Linked DNA regions of Gossypium arboreum: region 1 is linked to region 2. Evidence: chromatin contacts called from public Hi-C data. All regions are on one chromosome and are shown on one strand. The core of a region is the stretch at or near the end of the contact, and the rest is flanking DNA. Distances in the headings are between cores, read along the strand shown.

The links. A called contact is a pair of places that touch in the nucleus more often than the background predicts.
Region 1: a contact with region 2 is called in a Hi-C map of leaf, with 5 times the contacts expected there. The contact joins the promoter of LOC108460794 here to the promoter of LOC108457709 in region 2. A contact is called at or near these places in 2 of 5 Hi-C or Micro-C datasets (both in leaf).

What each region holds. Positions count from the first base shown.
Region 1 is chr4:101,919,892-101,922,591 of ASM2569848v2, forward strand. It overlaps LOC108460794 (UDP-glucuronic acid decarboxylase 1), which reads left to right and starts at 1,330. Exons shown (of 6, transcript XM_017760449.2): 1 at 1,330-2,225; 2 at 2,342-2,489; 3 at 2,591-2,670. The coding sequence starts at 1,566.
Region 2 is chr4:101,766,912-101,769,611 of ASM2569848v2, forward strand. It overlaps LOC108457709 (ankyrin repeat-containing protein At5g02620-like), which reads right to left and starts at 1,441. Exons shown (of 4, transcript XM_017756792.2): 1 at 1,061-1,441; 2 at 187-589. The coding sequence starts at 478.

The DNA.
Region 1 (2,700 bases), core at 80-2,579, 150 kb after region 2:
GCTGTGACATGCTCATGGTCACTGATGACTTCTCCGCAACTTGCAAGATTAGCACAAAACCCCTTAATCTTGACCAAGAACTCTCTCATAGACAGATTACCCTTGCGTTGAGAGTGCAAGGCACGCCTATAAAATATTAACCTAGACGTAGTTTTACTGCCATATAGAGCAACAATGGCATTCCAGATTTGGGCACTAGTGTCCATACCAATAAGATGAGGAAGAACAGCTGGACTTACAGAGGATAGAAGCCAAGAAGCAAGAGCACTGTCCTGCTGCTCAAATCGAGCAAACTCTGGGTTCTCATGAAACACACCATCAGCATCAGGAATTAGCGAAAAAGGAGGAACCGTACCAGTGTCCAAGAACCGTTGAAGCTTGTATATCTTGACGGCCAAAAGAACCTGTTGGCGCCATAGTAAGTAGTTAGTATCATCAAGAAGTACACTTATTTTCTTGGTAGCAAAAAATCGGCTATCGACAACACCATCTGTAAGACTAGATGTCATGGCCGGTGTAGAAGAATGAGCAGCTGAGGGACTGGTAGGCTGCGACATGGATAAACGAAGGAGAAAAGAGAAAAAAAAAATCTTGGGATCAACTGGCTCTTGATACCATATTAAGCTAAGTAAAGAATACAATCAAGAGAATATCATCTTATTACTTGATTCATGAACAGAGTAGATACATGCTATTATATACTAGAATAAGCATGCTAACCATGCAAGTTAACTACTAACAGACTAACAGTTAACTCGTTATTAATAGTGGAACTACTAACAGACTAACTAACTTTTATTAGTTATGCTAACATAAGGAAGAAAAAAAAAAAAGGAGGAATGATGGACGTAGGGGATGGCATGAAGGGGAAGAAGATGATGAGTAATGGAGGTTAAAAAAAACAAAAGTAAAAAGTGATGATGTGGTGTGCATGATTATGTGTAAAATAAAAATTTTCTCTAATAACAATGACCAAATTGTAAGAATTTTTTTGTGTGACCAAATTAAAAACATCTTAAAAATTAGGTGATCAATTAAAGAATTTACCCTTAAATTAAACATGTTAATATAATTTTTTTCAAAATTTTAATCAATAGTTTTCCACTTACACCAAGAAAATAACATTTAATTGGAGCCATGAAATGGGGCGGGGATTACTTCACTTAGGCATCGGGTTTGCAGCCCAATGGTGCAGTACGCATTTGGGGTAGGCCTGGCTGATGGCTGATGGATTTGGTGAGTCTGCGTACGTCCACAAATAAAATGAGTAAAATTTGGATCATATGACTACGTTCCCTTTTAAGCAAAACGACCCATCCCTCCCCCCCCCCCCCCTCTCTCTCTCTCTATCTTCATTCCTTCTCAAGCTCTCTCGTCCCTCTCCATTTACGTTTGGTGCTAAAAACCAGTGAATCATTGAAACGTCTTCCAGCCTTCCACCTTCTACATTCGTTTTCAACCTCTCCATTAAATGAAAAAATCCAAAAGGAAAAACAAATTATTCTAAAGGCTCCTTCATTTCTCCCCTTCTAGAAAGAACAAGAAAACCAAGAAATAAAAAAGCCATGAAACAGTTGCACAAGCAATCTAGCATGAACCATAGGCGGGATGAGGAGACCCCATCAACACAAACGCCTCCTTATTCACCCAAATCCTTAAAACACCCCAAATCTATCCCTAGATCCATTAACTATCTCTTCAAAGAACAACGCCTTCTTTTTATCCTCATCGGCATTTTGATTGGTTCCACCTTTTTCATCCTACAACCCAGTTTGTCTCGTTTGGGTCCCACCGATGCCCGTTCCCCTATACGCAGATCTTTCTCCAAGGACAACATCGTCTCCTCCGACGTCTCTGTTGTTTCCGATAACCACGACTCCTCGGCTTCCTTTTCATCCGGTACGAACAGGGCCGTTTATGGAAAGGTGGGGCGGGTACCTGTTGGGATTGGACGGCGGAGAATGAGGGTCGTGGTCACGGGAGGGGCTGGGTTCGTTGGCAGTCATCTTGTTGATAAGCTAATTGCTAGAGGCGATGAGGTGATTGTTCTTGATAATTTCTTCACTGGGAGGAAAGACAATTTGGTTCATCTTTTCGGGAATCCCATGTTCGAACTCATTCGACACGACGTGGTTGAGCCAATTCTGTTAGAAGTGGATCAGATCTATCATTTAGCTTGCCCTGCGTCTCCCGTTCATTATAAATACAATCCTGTCAAGACTATCATATCCTTTGCCATTGTTTATGCCAATTTCGGTTTACCATATTTATTTTTCTGGATTTTAATGCTGTTTCTGTCATGTTTATGTCAATTTGAGATCCTTTGACTTAGTGAATTTACAAGACAAATGTGATGGGTACTCTTAATATGTTGGGGCTTGCAAAGAGAGTTGGGGCTAGGTTTTTGCTGACAAGCACGAGTGAGGTTTATGGCGATCCGCTTCAGCATCCACAGAAAGAGACCTATTGGGGAAATGTCAATCCAATTGGTAAAGTAGCTAGTGCTACAAGCGTACAACAATTATTTGTTTTGGTTGCTTGTTTTTCTGTTCATGTCGTCTAACGTTATTGTTTGGCTTAATCTGGTTAGGCGAGAGGAGTTGCTATGATGAAGGGAAAAGGACAGCTGAAACCTTAGCTATGGATTATCATCGAGGTGCCGGTGTCGAGGTATGGTTTTCTTGATTTACTTGTAGGTTG
Region 2 (2,700 bases), core at 191-2,690:
AACTTCAAACAAATCAAATGACTTCAACAAAGCTACATAGTTCACTAGTTCACAACCAATCTTGCAAGTCCTTAAAACCTAAAAGCAAATATTTCTAGCTAAGGGAATTTCAGGGTTGAACTTTCATAATCATTCTTAATTTCATATCCAACATGATCATGGAGTGAAGCAAACTAAGAAACTCACCCAAGTCCCCTTGCTTAGCAGCAATATGAAAAGCATCATAGCCATTCCTTGCTTTAAGACCAGCCAAAACAATATCACAGTGCTTCATTATTTCCTTCACCAAATCAGCATGACCACACTCTGCAGCAACGTATAAGGCAGTCTCACCGGATTGATTCCGCTTCGACAACAAGTCTTTCAACTCTCCATCCTCAAGACCATTAATTATTTCCAAAACCAATTCAAAATCCCCTGCTCTAACAGCCGAGTGCAGCCGTGTAGCGTCCTTTTTACTTGTTAGTTGCTTTGTCATCTTCTTTTTCTGAAAGCTTAGCTATTTCCCCATAGTATCTTTGCCTCCTTTAATGCAAACTTGCAAAAGAACAAGATCCCCCTCCCTCCTTTTCTTTGATGGTTCTGATTTCTTTTGAATCAAAAAACTTCAGTTATTTACCACACATACAGATCAAAACATGAAGAATCCCTGAAATCGTTATATTAAAAAAAAAGATATGACTCAGAAAAACCGAAGAGATATGTATGCACATGGCAAACCTGATTTTCTCTAGATATCATATTCATAAAATTTCTCTTGCAACCCAAATTCAGTACACATATTTTAATCTAAAAAATAAATATAAAACCCTCACACTCATGATTATAATATCCATAGTTCATATCTATTATTATTACCAGCAATCATAGAAAAAAAGAAGAAGTGATAAACACTGTAAGTTTTGAAACTTTGCTTCATTTTTTAATCTTTATCTACATTCAATGAATCAAAGACAACAATAATGATTGGTAGTTAAATTTACCCCAACTACAAAGTCAAAGAATCCCAAGTAAAAAAATAAATAAATAAATGCCTCTTAATTTTTCTTCTTTTACTTACCAATGGTTGTTGGTTCCTTCCTGGCTTGTAAAAACCAAAGCTTTCCTCTTCTCTGTTATAGAAACAATTCATTAAGGCGAAAAAAAACCTTTGATGGGTACAATGAAGAACAAAAAAACTGGGGAGAAAATAGGGGAAAATAGAAGCAAAAAAGGACAAAAGAGGGGTTAGGCATGGAGCATGGACGAAAGCGTAGTAGAAAAAGGTTATAAGCAAGTGGTTGAAAAATGAAAACTTTGAAACGTTGGCCTTGGATTTTCCCACAGTTGGGTGGAGTCGACCTTTGAGTCCAACGTTGTACGTAATATGGAGTTCCCCAATGGTTTAATTCCGCGTAAGCAGCAAATGGGCCACCTCTAATCATTTAAGTAAAGCGTGCCCGCCACTAATCACTTAACAAACGCGGTTTAAATAAAATTATTATTTTTTATATTTTAAATAAAAACATAAAAATTTAAAAATATATTCTTTAAAAAATAAAAAATTATGAAAAAACAAAAAAATCTTTAAAAATAAAAATATAAAAAATATTATAAAATTAAATGTTATCTAAACTAGATCAAATTAATTGTTCGAATCGAGAACTAATTTGGGTATCAATATGATGAGAGATAAAAAATCGGTTGACTTACAGACTAGTTAAACCAAATTCGAATTAGTTTGATCAACTGATTTCTTGACAACCGGTCCAATTGATTCAAAGCAATTAAATTACTAAAAAAATCAAATAAAAATATTAAAAAATTATAAAAATTTGTTCACTTTCCAACTCAACTTATTTTTAAACCCATTTCAATCAGTCCTTACTGGTTTGCGGGTCTATCAATTATTTAAAATTTTAAAATTTTTAGCCTTCGAACATTTACATATTTTGTCATTTTCGTCCATAGCCATTAAAAGGAGTACTTTTTAAAAAAATAAAAATATTTTTCCTATTTAAACAAAATTTAAAAATTATAAATTTTAAAATATATAAAATGAAAAATAAAAATTCTTTAAAATTTAAAAATTAAAAATGATTTTTAAAATATTTTAAAATATAAAAAATTCCAAAATCCAAAGTTATCTAAACCGGATCTGGCCAATTGGATCAAGAACTAGCTAGGGTATCGATTCAATGAATAGACAAAATGGTACAAACTGGTTGAGCCGGGCCAAAACGGTATAGACTAGTTGAATTGGTCTAAAAAACTAGTTGAATTAGCAATTGAATCGATTTTTATATTTTCTATTTGTAATAATTTATTTGCTTTGAACCGATTGGACCAATCGTTCTGGGAACCAATGTAACACCCTTAAAATTGATATATTATAAAGTAGTAATAAATTGAATAGTGTATTATTGATTTTCCGGTAAAATGAGAAAATGATATAAAGATGATAAAAGAGAAGATTGAGGTGTATTAAAGAAAATTGAATTGAGAAGTTTGTTGTGGGATACTAAATTAAAGTAAGGATTAAATTGTTAAGGTGTCAAATGTTGAGGTTCAAATATAATTATTCAAAAATTGAAGGATTGAAATATAAATATGAGAAAAACTGAAGGACCAAAAGTGAAAAATAACCCCATTTCTTATGACATGAAATTGGTGTGCAGAGATTGAATTGAATAAGTGGAAAAATATGAAGGACTAAATCAT